Linked DNA regions of Sus scrofa: region 2 is linked to region 1. A link is a contact called in public Hi-C data. All regions are on one chromosome and are shown on one strand. The core of a region is the stretch at or near the end of the contact, and the rest is flanking DNA. Distances in the headings are between cores, read along the strand shown. Region 1 overlaps LOC100512907 (a long non-coding RNA gene). Region 2 overlaps LOC106504342 (a long non-coding RNA gene).

Evidence for each region. Hi-C and Micro-C count contacts between places; a contact is called where the count stands out from the background.
Region 2: a Hi-C map of heart right ventricle shows a contact between it and region 1, with 2.2 times the contacts expected there. The contact joins two enhancer-like sites. A contact is called at or near these places in 3 of 47 Hi-C or Micro-C datasets (embryonic fibroblasts, fetal heart ventricle and heart right ventricle).

Annotation. Positions count from the first base shown.
Region 1 is chr7:17,348,478-17,355,934 of Sscrofa11.1, forward strand. LOC100512907 (a long non-coding RNA gene) reads left to right here. Exons shown (of 7, transcript XR_002346090.1): 7 at 1,020-6,435. Among named protein-coding and RNA genes, the nearest start is that of PRL, 110 kb to the right of the region's middle. Within about 2 kb of position 2,629, at least 46 of the 83 cell types and tissues checked have an H3K27ac peak or open chromatin away from gene starts, as enhancers often do.
Region 2 is chr7:18,199,548-18,207,004 of Sscrofa11.1, forward strand. The region is part of intron 4 of LOC106504342 (a long non-coding RNA gene); the gene reads left to right. Among named protein-coding and RNA genes, the nearest start is that of HDGFL1, 510 kb to the left of the region's middle. Within about 2 kb of position 4,489, at least 6 of the 83 cell types and tissues checked have an H3K27ac peak or open chromatin away from gene starts, as enhancers often do.

The DNA of each region.
Region 1 (7,457 bases), core at 1,379-3,878:
AGCAGCACTATCCGTGTGGCTTAAGGGCTCTAGCTGCAGCCGTGAGTAGCGCTAGAAAAATAGCACTACCATTTGCCAGCGTGAGATGCCAAACTGCAAATAAGAGGCATGTTAATTCAATGAAGCAGAAACATTTTGCTTGGTTTTAATGCTTACTTGCGGGAGAACTTTATTGTGTTTGTGTGCCTTTAAATAAGAAATTGCGTATTTTGAAAATCATGAAAACCGTCTCGTCTCTTCTCCCTACAAAGGGGCAAGCTCTTCCCACTTGGGTGAATATTGCCTGCGCCACTCGCCGAAGAAAGGGAGCGGTCTTGGCAAGCATCTTATTAGTCTAAAAATAAATTATTCAGAATGCAGGTTCAGATACAGATTGCAGGGCGAGATAATAGAATTGGTTTTCCAAGCCTGATCATGCTATGAAGACATGGTGTGTGCTTTTCAGGAATCCGCTTAAGTGGAATCAGCTTTGACTAATACAAACTAGAAATAATATTGCTGCCATCCAGCTAGTGTCTGTGGTACAGCATCCTCAAAATGTCTCCAAGCACCCATGATCTCTTTAGTCTATGTGCGTGTGCATATATGAAAGTCTGGATGCATTTCTTCAGAGATGCCTTTTACTCATTGTTCTTTTAAGGAAATTTCTTCCTGGCAGCACGAGAGGGGCATGTCTCACTTAAGATTTGTCTCCCTCCTACTCCCCCTTGCCTCGGCAACATAGTTGACCACATCAGCAGCCGACTCCAGTTGTCATGTGGCTTCTCATGTGATGCTGGGTCTGCAGCACTTTGGAGCAAAAGCCTTTGTGGCTCGGCACTCATGGACAGTAGCGTTCAGGGACAGAGGCGATTTTGGAGGGGGTGGGGAGGCCAATAACCCGAGAAACGTCAAAAATAAAAGTCGCATGAAGTACTCTGATCTATGTAATTTTTTTTTTTTTGAAATTTGATTTTAACTCTTGCTTTTTTTTTTTTTTTTTTTTATGGTTTGTGTCTGTTTTTTTTCCACCCCCGCAGGCGCCGAGCTGCGCTGTTTTTGTGTTTCTTTCTTTCTTTCCTTTTTTTTTTTTTTTTTTTTTTTTTAAATACCGAAGCAGACCGTCTTTCCTCACAGCTCCAGGGCTGCATCGCTGTGGGCGCGCCAAGCTTCCCCTGGTTACCTGAGCTGCTCCTGCTGCCTCCCAGCCCCAGCTTCGCCACGGTCACCTGAACCCGGCATTGCTGGTCTACGCAGTGCAGAAGAAGGACCTGCTGCTGGAGCTGTGGCCGGGGCCCCCTCACAGCCGGACAAGGGGACTTGGAAGACAGGGTGATGCTGCAGAAGACCCGGGGTGGGACGCATGGGAAGAACGCCAAGGACCGGGGCAGGGGAAGTTAGGAATACTTTCCATCCAGTGCCCACTGGTCCTCTGAAGGGCAAGGGCAGGCCACAGCCCCTTCCTTGCGCCCCCAGCTGGGGCTGCTCCCAGGGATCAGTCTTGATGAGATGTGGTGGCATTTTACCTGGGAGTGGAGCTGACGATGGATAAACCAGGTATCTGACGTGTCTGCCTGCCCGAGGAAGAGGCAGAGTTGGAGAAAGGCAGAGCGAGGGAGCGCCTGAGAAGAAAGAGGAGATGCAGAACGCCGTTTGATCATCTGCCGCTCGCCCTGCATTCTCATTCTAGGAGGATGGCATAATTTACAACCCAGTACATGGATGGAGGAACTGTAAATTGTAGTCTGGATGTCCCCGGTGCTGTCAAGGAAGAAACTGATGGGCTAGGTGACTGTACCAGTGTCCCCAGAGGAAAGAGCAGCCTTGCAGCATGGATTTAAATGCATGTGCATGCATGTAGAGACATGAAAAAAGAGATTTCTGACCATTTTACACAGGAAGTCTGTCACTTGGCTGGATTGGGCTTGATTGCAGCTTGTATTTTCAGCTTCAGCTCAACACCCATTTCCTGACTAGCCAGAGAGAATGGCCAAAGCAGCTGCATGCAGAATTTTCTTGTTAATGTGCAAGCAACCCTCCTCAGCTTTAACTCCTTGAAGTTCTGAGTGCTCTGTGCTTCTCTAGGACTGATTGTAGGGTTTTGTTTTCTTCTTCTACAGATCCCTGTAAACACAGCTGTATTCAGTATGGTGAAAAATTCTGTCCTGTAAATAGAAATCTGATCAATTTAATCAAAATAAATGTATCCCAGATGACTTTGAGACCAGCTGGCTACCACAGGCTTCAGATGCTAAATGTTCAATGGAGACGAATGCAGTCTTATATTTACATGTTTTAGAATTCCCGGCTCAGCCTCTAAATTAAGAAAAGGAGTCCTTTGCTCAGGAAGAGATGGTCCTTACGAGCTTGCAGGTAGATGGCTAGATAGAGGTGCGGGATACCGTTGATGAAATTTGGGATTGCGGTGTTGCGTTTGGAGGGCGCGTGCCATGCGGCAAAAAAGAGTCACACTCAGTATAGAGGAAGCGCGGGATCTCCCTTGCTGTGGGGAGATGCACGTGCCCTGGGACAGCCTCTGGAGAGCTTGGGGAGGCGCTTGTTTGGGCTTTAGATGCATGAGCCGTGGCACCCCAAGCCCAGCTTGGTAAAGGAGTCAGCTCCAGTCTGGGGTAGAGGAGCTTTCCCAGTTGTCATGGGGAGCTTGTCTGGGATGCCTGTCTGGCCCTTCCACTGTTTGTTACTATTTCTACAAAGGCAGCTCTGTGTGTTGGATTATGTTTGGCCAGCTGTTGACGCATTCCTGCGGGTGGGGTTGGGTGGGGATCTTATTACTGTACTGTCCAAACTGTAGATCTGTGTGCACGCACGGGGAGCAGGGAGGGAATGGAAAGAAAGCAGGTTGGAGCTGCTGATCCCTCTTAGCGCTCCCTCCAGATAGTACTAGAGCCAATCCAGAAAGGCTCAAAGTGGGAAGAAGGAGAAGAGAGGACGATGGGGGGAGGGGAGCAGTGAGGGAAAGAGAGTGAAACTGAGCAAGCACATAAGTGAGAAAAACAGACTCAGAACTTCAAAGCTGCAGAGACAAGCAGAATGTCAGCAGCTTGTAATTAGTGGTTCATGGTTGCGTCAGTAACTGTATCTCTCCAAGAATAACTATGTGATGTGTGCCACAAAGTGCAGAAGACAGTCATAACCGAGTTATCAAACCCGGTTCAAACAAGGGCAAATGAATTAGGGAATCTTCTATGTTTGTAAATCAAATACTGATGGATTACACATTTGAGATTTGCTGAATTCTGCATAATTGAAGGCTGAATTATTTATTCATTGGGGAGGTGGGGATACTGTGTATTCATTAAATGAAACTGTGGACCCTTAAAAATGCAGATTAATTGTGTAAGAAAATATTAGCACTTTGCCCCATCAGTGCAAGATATTCCCCCAAATAGCCCAAAACAGCACTGCTCGTCTCCCTTATCTCTGCATCCTCAGGAAGTGTTTGTTTACGTGTTTTTGTGCATTAACATGGAGAGGAGTTAAAAGCTATATTCTGATAAATTGGGTCAATTGAATTTGAAAATGCCCATTTTAGAATTTGAAAACTCCTGTGGGGTTCTGCTTTTTGTTGCTAGCCCTGGTATAAACCTTGAAGGAGCCTTGGTTGTCCTGAAGCCAAACAGCAGTGCCTGAATAACCCCAGGCCAAGTTGGGGCACCACCGTGGTTGAGATTCTAAGGCCACGTTTTCACTTCCCTCCCTTGTCTCTGGTTCTTAGCGATTGCGGTGCGCCCACAGCCCCCACAGAGACACGGTGGGAGGAGCTGATTGGTTGGTAGGCTTAGGATGTTTACTCTTATTTGTTTTCAGCGCTCCTCCACGGCATTCATTGCCTATTTGTATTTGTGTTCACACTGCACAATTACTCCACACCCGCTTTGTTTCTCTGCCCGAAGAGAAGTCAATTTCAGTTCAGCCCCGCTCTCTCTCGGCTTCCTGGGTAATACGCGCATATGTATTACGTTACCCGTGTATGCATTTCCCTTTTTAATGTGGATTAGGGAGACGCGCAGGCAGGGGAAAGCCCTGTATATTAAATCAATAGCTTTTTGAATCCCACGTAATATAATTTAAATATACTTACTCTGAGGTTGCCAAAGCTGACATTGTCGGAGCCCGTTTAATTTACATCTTCGATTTAGTCAAGGAGCGGAACCTGCCAGATCAGAATAGCTCATTCTGTGCACCCAACAGGGTGGAAGACATTATTTTGTTTGTGTTCGTTCAAACAGCTGGTCATTAATGCAGTCCCCATTTCGGGACTGAAGTGCTGGTGGACGTGAATGGCTGCCTGATTAATGCTGCCCCTCCGTGGGTCCTTCACCCAGCAGTCATGCCCGAAGCAGAATAATGTAGCATGATGTGATTGCTCTCTAACAGGGTAGTATGTCATTGTGTCACCAAGCAATTGAGGTTATTATGGGGCAGGGCAGACAGACGGGACAGTGGGGTTACTAGACCGTAGCATTTTTAGAAATACAGGCCTGACCTACTTAGAGTTATTCTCTCTGGCTGGCAGCTGCATGGTACATAAAGTCTTCCTGATAGGCTGAGGCTGTTGCTAGGGGGAATTAGCATGAATTTTTCCACACACAGACTCAGTGACTGAATGATAAAAGCTGACTGGAATTAAGGAGATTTGGTTTAGTATTATACAGATTTATCTGCCCTGGTTTTTTCTTTCTCAAGTGCAGAGGAAGGGTGCAAAATACAGATTTTTGCTTCCATTATTCTTCGTTGACCCTCCTGTTCTCCCCACCCGAAGAGGCACCAGAGCAGGGCAGTTATGAAATTTTGGTTAATGGCTTAGGGTTGGGGTCATGGAAACGATGTTGCAAATCACAAGATATTTCAGTTTATAAAGACTGCTGCTAAGGACTAACAGAAGGTTGGGTTATTTTTCCTCTCCTCTGCACTAAGCTGTTTTGAAGTTGGGCATGCATCTTTCATGCACTGTGTATTTAAACTCTCTTTCCCTTTTGGGCTGGAACAAAACATTTATATAAATTCTTTTCTATCCAAACAGATTGAAGCTTGCAATCTCTGGTTTGTTTAAAATAAGATAGTAAGGATTCCAGATTTGGACAGGGGGGAAAAATATATATGTATGTATGTATGCACTTATATATAGCCCTTTTTTATTACAAAATATTTTTTTCCTGGGCTATTTTGGGTTTGGCTTATTTTTCAAAAGCCAGCCTGTTGTTTATACTCATGGATAAAACCTAACTGCTCCCACCCTACCCTCTTTGCTTCACAATGTACAGAAAGACATAGGTTTTTCTCCAGAAGAAAGAATATCTGCTGAATTTATCTGGATATTGTTTTTCCTCAACGCTGACATATATACTGTGTGGAGAGACTTCACATAATCAGTTTTATAAGATGACCTGTGTTGTTTTCTCCTCCTGTCCTTTCCAAGTGTCTCTGTGTTTGTGATTTTTAAAAGATCTTTTCCAGAGGCAGATTCTTGATAGCTCTATTAAAGTAAATTCAGAGTCCACCAGGAGAAACATAAAGGAATATAGAGTCAAGAACACTTAGATTCTTCTTGTTCCTCATAGTAGACTATCTGTGCTTAAACCACAGTGTCCCTCTGTTACCTTATCTGTCCCTCTGCTGAAAGGAAGCATTGTCCTGCCTTTTTGATTGGAAATTAATTTTTGTGAGAACATGCTGTGATGTCACAAGTACTCACAAGGCTTGGCTGCATTAGGGAGGAGAATAATGTGGATTCTTGTGAACTTGTAACATTGGATTCCTTGGCCCCATGGAAGATAAGTAACTGTAGATGTGGATTTTTCTTTTCCTTTAGGATTTTAAAAGTATTTAGGACTATTTAGCTATAAATGTTTTCAAACAGTGGTTTCCACTTTTACCAGAGACCACAGTCAAAACAAAAAAAGAAACCCATCCATCTTCTTCTTCTCTTTTTTAAACCAGCAGTGTTTATGTTTTGGCATAAAAATATAGTTGATCAAGCTAAAAGAGAGTGTATTTTTTCTGATGTGGTAACTACACACCCTTACTAGCTTTGAGAATCCCCCAAATAACATTTTTTTTTTTTGTAAAGGTTTCCGACCATACTAACAGTCTTTCTTAACTGATTAAAATGCTCATTTATGTTTATTGAATAAAAGATTACCTTGGTGTGCTGTTCCTTCCAAAATGAAGCAATTTCATTTATGACTTTAATAAGTGAACATTTTTACTCTTCTTCATAGTACTTTGTTTGGGTCAGTGGATAACCATTTAAATATTTAAATTCAAAATTAAATGTCACTTTAAATTACAGAAGGGAAAATGTTAGCGTCAGTTTATTAACTTGTTAAAGGACAGATGCTTAATTTTTATATTAGGTGCATCCTCTGTCTGGGTCCCTAGTCAAATTGAATATTGAAATTTTTTTTGCTTCATAATAAATTAATCACACTGAAATTGTTCAGTTTAAGTCTTATTTAGTTCTTAGATTGTTAAGAATTTTTCATTGTTGTGGCTTTCAACCCATTATTATATAAACTAATAAATGGATCAAAAGCAAAAACAAGGAGTTCCTGCTGTGGTGCAGTGGATTCAAGGATCCAGCGTTGCTGCAGCTGTGGTGTAGGTTGTAGCTGTGGCTCAGATTCAGTCGGTGTCTTGGGAACTTCCATGTGCCATGGGTGTGGCTGAAAAACTAAAACAAGACTGAGTGTCATTTATGCTGCCTTGTTAAAGTTAAGCTAACATATGCTTTGACAGTAGGTGTCCATAGTATTCATTTCATCCAGTGGCATTGATCAAAAAGCCGCAGGAACAATCGCACTCAATCATTGCATCAATCTCTTAGTCATTAGGTAAGTATTTACTTTCTGCTCACATGTGAGGCTGGCTTCTCAAATTATATGGCTCAACATGGATCAGCGAGCTTGGGGGATATTGTTGGGTAAACAAAAAGGGGAAAATAGCAGTTGGTTGGTATGGAGCACCAACATCGTTAGATCTTGAATGAAGTCATTTCCCTTACCGTGTTCTGACAACACCTAATGTTATGCAATCTTTCTAACTTGGGGGCAGAGCTGGTGATAAGCACATTAGATGCTTAGAGATGATCAGCTCCCCTGACCTCACAAATAGGCTCTGTCTCTTCTGAATCATCTGAACACTTTTATAATATTGAAGATATAACAATAAGCTAATATGGGTCTTTTGTGAAGTCATGAAAGCATATTGCAAGCCAGAAACTTTAAACATCATTATGTAAACAGTTAATAGGATCTCAAAAACCTGTAAGTTTTTTATTACCTGGAACTGCATGAGTCACACTAAGTTGTCTTGGTTTGGTTTCTCTTCTTTTCCTTTAATCTGCTTCCACTCGTTTAAGTATGTCTAGGTTACCCTCTTGTGTGGGCACCCCTCAGTTGGCTAAGCAGAGGACTGAACAAACAATATTCTTGCTTTCCGCCCTCTGATCACCTCTG
Region 2 (7,457 bases), core at 3,239-5,738, 850 kb after region 1:
TTCACTGAAAGAACTGCAAAACATAGGCTCTCCCTGAGAAGGAGCACTTAGGGAAGTCTGAAATAAAAAGGGAAGACAAAAAAAAAAAAAAAAAAACAAGGACAATAAAGAAATTTGAAGTCTGTGGCATCTATAGCAAACATTAAACACATACAGTTCTTTGCCAGATAAACATAAATTCCAAAACTAAAGGCCTATATATCTCAGTTCCTATTACTTGATATAATGTGTCTAGTTTTTGACATGAAATATAAGACATTCCAAACGGCAAAGAAGAAACGTGATATAAAAATATATACCAATCAGCATACTTAGATATGACACAGATTTTGGGATTATCAGACCAGGATTTTGAGACAGCTATGATAAATATGTTAAAGGTTTTAATGGAAAAAATAGTCAGTATGAAAGAGAAGATAGGAAATGTAGAGAGATGAATAATAGAGATAGGTAATAAAGAGAGATGAAAGTTCTAAGAAAGACTAAAAGGCAATGCTAGGAAAAAAAACTGTTTGAAATGAAGAGTTCATTTGATGGGCTCATCAGTTGACTAGACATGGCTAAAGAAAAAATCACTGTACTTGATGACAGGTCAATAGAAACTCCCTTATCAAAATGTAAAGGAAAAATAATTTAAACAAACACACACACACACACACACACACACACACACACACACACCAGATTGCCCAAGAACTTCAGGGCAATTTCAAAAGGTATAACATTGACATAATTGCAATAACAGAAGGAGAAGAAATGGCAGAGCAGAAGAAATATTTGACATTTGGAATGACAATGAGAAAGATCTTCCAAAATTATTGACTGTCATCAAATCACAGATCCAGGAAGCTTAGAAAACAACAAGGAGGATAAATACCAAACAGCAGTAATAAAAAATACCTCACACACTTAAGAAAATCATATTCAAACTACAGAAAACAAAAGATTTTTTTAAAAAGAGAGAGAAATAGAGAATAAAAACATCCTATCTCTAGTGGAACAGGGCTAAGAATTATAGTGGATTTCTTGTCAGAAACCCTATAAGCAAGAAAAGAAGGATGTGAAATCAAAGTGTTGAAAGAGATGTTGGTATGAAAATATAGCTAAAAATTTAATATTAGTAGTGATAACTTGGGGAACTACTTAAAAATACAGAAAATTCTGACTCAAGGGCTCATGTAAGATCTGGAGAAATGCATGTCAACCACGAACTCCAGGTGATCTGGCCCATGTGGTTATTGGATCACATTTTAAGAAGCATAAGAAATGTTGCAAAGCAAATGCCAAGATGGGGTTGGACATATAAGGTTGGACCCTGACAGGATGGAAGAAATTAGAGAACAGATCATCTGACATCAGAACCAGATAGCTGATACCTAACACTACATTGTATTTGAGTTAGGATTATAAGCAAGTTGAGATATTTTCATGTCAAGCAAAAATAGGCATTAGGTAGAGTCTAAGAAATAGTTAAATTTATAAAGATTCAGACCATGTCTTTTGAATATGTGTGCATTACAAGGCTGATGGAAAAAGTTCATTTAGTAGTGAGTAAAATTTTATGGCCACCAATAACCCACTTCTCATGGTATCTCTTTATTCTTAAAGTAATATTCTTCCAATTAACCTATACAGGTGATTTTCAGTGAAGTTGAGAGAAGTATAATAGAAAGTCAGTTTAAATGGTATAGTTTGAAAAACATACATGGATTTGAGATTTATTGTCCAAGTTTTCTCCGTGCATGAGGAACTGATAGAGATCTGGGTATCCCAGGAATTTACTGTTTTGCTGAAATGACATCAGTAGATGTAGAGGTGTGATCTCAGAAATATGATTATGAACTTGTGTGGTTCACTATGAAATATTGTTGAAGATGTGTACTTTGTTTAATTGTGGTTGTATTAGACAGTATAGGGTAGCTTTGAAGCAGTAATAAACATGAAAATTTACTTATCATGCACACAGTGTTTATTGTGGGCTTAGTAGCTCCAGAAGGAAGCTACTTTCAGTGACTCTGGGATCTAGTCTATTTCCCTCCTGCCAGTTCCAGGATCTATTTCTCTAGGACAGTGAAAGAGAAAGGAGAATTTCAATGTAATTCTTTCGTTGTCCCATCCATTAGAGAAACACATCAGTTCCAATTATGGCCCATTGGCCAGATAATGTATTCACATCATCCTAACTTTAATTTAAGGTGGTTAAAAAATGTGGCGGAAGCACATGCTATTCAATAACCAGTGACTGTCTCTGTCACATTAGTCATCACTGATTCATGGTAACACTTGCAGAATTCTGCCATAAATTTTAGGCTTTGCATTTACAAATTTTAGGATTTGTGACGATCTTGGAACAGGTATCTCTTCCATGCCAAGAGAGGAAGAGAGGCAGCTCAGATCATTATGAGGAATAGAGGTGTTGTTGAGAAAGAAGTTTTCTCACAAACCCACTTTGCTATCTTCTATTTTGACAATCTTAGAGTGACAGATTTTTTTTTTTCACATCTAAATTATTGGAACTCTGGCAGATACTGCCATTAGAACGAATGGTTTGATTTAAATCTGTAAAATATGGCTATAGCTTTGCATTAGATGTGGCAATTAAAAGACATCTGGGTGATGGAATGAAATATTCACAACGATCTTCACAATAGCTGAGGTCATGCATGAAGCTTGATTTCTCATGTCGTGTAATCTTACAAAAGTACTATACAAAACAAAACAATGTGGCAGTTGTTACTATTAGATAATTATGAGACTTTGGACCTTTTTGCCAAAAGTCATAATTAAAACACACCACTTCTTAGTAGGCAGTGTTAGTTGGGTATTTCTCTAATGTCTGCTTGTTCTCCCTGGAAGGTCATTCTTTTAAATAGTGCATTGATAGTTTCATTCACTGTAGAACATGTATGATGAATTTAGGTCATATTAATTTTAAGAGAAGCACCCTCTCAGGAGCTAATGGATGGGGCTATAGTGGACTACAAAATACAGTCAAGTGCCTTGCACATAAAATTAAACAGGGTTTCTTTTGTGAGGTGCTCACACTTTGAGTTGATGTTTGTTATTGTTTGGGTTTCACAGGAGCCCTGTGTTTCAACATTTCTTTAACTACTCATAGGGCAGAAGAGCTCTGTGTGCTCATAACCCAACCTGCATTATCTTGATTCATAGCAAATTACCATTAAGATTAAAATGCAACTGATTTCCTCTCTGGCTCACTCCTTACAAAGATGCTGGAAGTTCACCTAAACAAAGGATTTGCAAATGTTAAATCTGGAAAGAACTTTAAATTCCCTTTCTCCAGCTCAGATTCTTCATTTACCTGATGAGAAAATGGAGTCCTAGAGAAAGGAGAGGGCTTACGACCCAGCATGTCACTTAATCTACCCTTCCTACCCCTAGTTGCAAAGGGAAGAGAGAAATTCCTTTCCCACCTACTTCTCAGAATCGCTGTAAGGATAAAATTAGATAAAGTACGCAACATTTTTGAGAATAGCAAAGTAAGAGTAAAGTAAAAATAGTAAGAGTGATGATTGTAAAGATATCATTTATTGAATATTTGGTATGAACTGGGCACTGTATTACATATATGATCTCACAAATCATCATAACCCTACCATAGACATGTATTTATTATCCCCAATTAAAAATGAAGGAACTGGGGAGTGCCCATGGTGGCTCAGCAGTAATGAACCCAAGTAATATCCATGAGGATGCAGGTTCAATCCCTGGCCCCGCTCTGTGGGTTGAGGATCCCATGTTGCCACGAGCGGTAGTGTAGATGGCAAACAGCTTGGCTCAGATACCATGTTGCTATGTGGCTGTGGCCTAGACTGGCAGCTGCATCTCCCATTTAATGTCTAGCCTGGGAACTTCCATATGCCCTGGATGTGGCCCGAAAAAAAGTGTGGGGGAGGGGACAGAAACTGAGGCTTGGAGATTTGCCCTAGGTCAGAAGCTACCTAGTAGCAGAACTAAGAGTGAACCTTAGGGAATCCAACATTAAACAAAAGCTCTTTGGCTTTACTTACAGCCCAAGGATTCACACTGGAATCCATACTGGACCATAATTGTCTTATTCTCAGGGTTTTCCCATTGTTATAAATTAGTTTCATAAAGTTCTTTTGGAAGCAGAGAAAATGGAAACTGCCTATCCCTTTCTAGGCTTAATTTGATGTATTATTTACCTTGAACACTGGAGTTTTCATTAAGAATGAAAAATAGACAAGTTTCTGACATTGCTATAGATGTTTTCAGTCCAGTGCTATGGTTTTCTATTTGCTGTATATTTTGCCAATTGAGCCTCTAGGTGTCCAGTGCTATCACTCTAAATAAACCTCTCCTCATTCTGTTCTGCTTCCTTGCTGCAAGAAGCATGAAGCTGTAAACTGCCTATCAGGAATTTAGAGAAGAACCCAATGATCATGGCAATGGAATCTGTATGTGTGCTGGCTGCGCCTGTGCCAGATGATGTTAAAAGGCTGCCACCTTCTGTTTAGCCCAAGTGTTGCTGAGGCAACTTTCCCACAGCTTCCCTAAGAGTCCTCTAAGCTGATTTACACTGATTCCGAATTGCACTTCTGCAATATATAACATGACAAGTTAAACGCAAAGCCTGCCAAAAAATCTTGATAGGCTCAGCTTTCGTGCTACGGCACTTGAAAAGACCATTACGACTGCCATCCCCCTAAAGTGTGCTCAATATTTTTTGACAGTGAATTATCTAAGCAGCAGTTTATCTCAGCATTCATGGAATGGGGGTGGGGGTTTTACCCTTTAAAGATTCAAAAGAAGGAAGATAAAGGGGGTGGGGTAGGGATATTTTCCATTGTTCAAGTGGTAATGGATTACTCCAAGGGTTTCCAGATGTTGCAAGGGCTCTAGTTTTATACTCAGGTGCGTTTTCTGCTGAGACTTACAAGAAATGAAACACATTATGGGCAGGATCCTAGACTGTAAGCAAAGGAATAACACCAGCATCTGAATTTTTCTCTGAGAGGTTATATGAAAGAGATACCTTGTGCCTGACCCCAGTAAGCTGAGCCTCCAGCAGCTGGCTTATCAAGGACAATCACCTCTTGCTTTATCAGCACTAAGCTATTGTTTTCTTCAGGACACGAACCCTACAGCAATCACTGACACCATATAGTGTGTTCCATCTGGAGCTCTGCCAGCCTGAAATCCCGCCCCTAACTTCTCCCCACAAAGTGAGGGTGGGGCTCCATTTTATTTCAGTAACACAGCCCAGCAAAATTAGCTTTGCCCAGGGTCACTTTAATAACTAGCACATGAGCACCTCCATCCATGTGTATACGCTTAGATCTGGGTGAGTTGGGTCTCTTTACATGGTTAAAATACTAGGGATTGTTTACAAAAGCTGGAAAAGTCAGGGATGGAAAATAGTTCTAGAGGCCAGAACTATCCAGTTAAGTGCTTACTGACCAGATTTTTATTGACTAAGAAACATATGCCTAATAAATCTATGACTACACTCACATCTTCTCAGTCTAAAATTATCTATGTATTTATGCATCTTTCTAGTTTTATGTCTCTTGCTACAGGACATAAAAGAAACAAACAGATAATTATATTTCTTCCTGAAACCTTATAGAAAAAAAAAATTGCTCACTCTCCCAATTTCCTTCTAATACAGATATTTTTAATGTCATTATTTCTTTTATCTCACTTATGCATCATTTTTCTAGAAATGCTTCTCTGTATATTAGGCATCTTACATATGCTAGATATTTAACATTAGTAGGAGACAATCTCACTGATCTTGGATTTTGCAGATTCCCAAACTAATTAATAACTTAATTGCAAATATTTTCCAATGTAAATGCAGTAAAACAAGATTTTCATAGGGGGAGGGGAGATCCTATGTTCAAGAACAATGAAGCTAAGTGCAAGGATGCTTTGTAATCCTATAGTCGACATTCATACAGAGACTAATCTCCCTACAGCCTTGATTGAAACCATGTCAGCAGAATCCCTGCTAGAGGGACTTGGATGGTAGAGTCCTTGTACTTTTCAAGAGTTAATGCCCAGGGGTCAGGCACTTCTCCTGGGCCACAACTTAGGAAATCTCAGGTGGACCTAAGGCCACAACAATTCAGGAGAATACTATTTTCCCACCTTCTTTTTTAAATCCATGACTCTTATACCTTTTAGTAAAATATTTGCATCTTCAGTTTCTTCAGGTTGAGCAAATACAAGCACTATTTCCTGGTGCTCTGATTTTATTCAAAGACTTTAACAGTAATCTGTCTTCTCTTGATAATACAGCTTTGATCATTCCCACTCAATTTTACTGACTAGACCAGAAAGAAAATCATACAGTACCTGTGCCCAGAATCACACAGCCTGCAACTCCAGTACCATCTTAGCAATCTTGCCCAGTATCTAAACTATATGCCTGAAAAGAGCTAGGAAGACACATTATTCATCAGATTCCAACACAGGAAGGAACTCTCAGAAAAATCAGATCAAGAGAGACAATATGTTTCAAAGCTGAATTGGCAGAAGATCTTGATCCAGTGCCATCATTACAGATGAAGCAACTGAAGTACACAGAATGGCCATCCAACATGGTGGCTGAGCTAGTTTAGTGACAAATATACATAGAACCAAGTCAACTCAGTGGTACTCCTCATCTTTTTCACCTTGACATCAGTTCTCAGATATTAGTGTCAATAAAAAAATTCAGAGATCTTCTATGACATGAATATTTTATAGAGTAAGAATCAAAGTTTTCAACAAACAAAGGACTTCAAAACTGAAAGTGATAAGAAGCTCATCTCTGGAGGGTAACGGTAAGGTTTACCAGCCTCAAACAGGAGATTCAAAGAGCTGAATTCTCATTGATTAGGGTCAAGTGGGTTACTTGGGTGTTGCTGATTGGCTAGAAGGTGCTGAGTTAGGCCAAGAAGGAAATAAAGCTGGAGGTTCTTCAGTCTATGTGGGTATATCAGCAACTGGATCCTTACTGGACGTGAGCTATTTCCTCATAGTCAAAGGTGCATTTCAGCCTCCATTCTGATTTTTATTTCACGGTCAGGTGAATGAAAATCATCTAGGGAATATGGTGACAAGGCAGACACAGGCTTGGGCTAAGAGCATCAGAGGCATTTGGTCTTATCATTGCAGGACCAAATGCATGGTGACAAGCCAGGTCTACTGCGAGTCCCTGGGTGGGGTTGACAAGTGAGACTCTCTGGCTTGGAGCCGGAAAAAAATTCGCAAGCAGCCAGAGTAAAATGAAAATGAGTTTATTGAGAGAGATACACACTCCATAGACAGAAGGTAAGAGTGGCTCCTGGCTGTAGGTGGTGGTTAGTCTTTATGGGCTGGATAGCTTGACATGCTAGTGAGTAGGAGGAACTGTTTTGGGGAAGGGGTGGAGATTTCCAGCAGTTAGGCTACTGCCCCCTTTTTCATCTTTTATGGTCAGCCTGGGA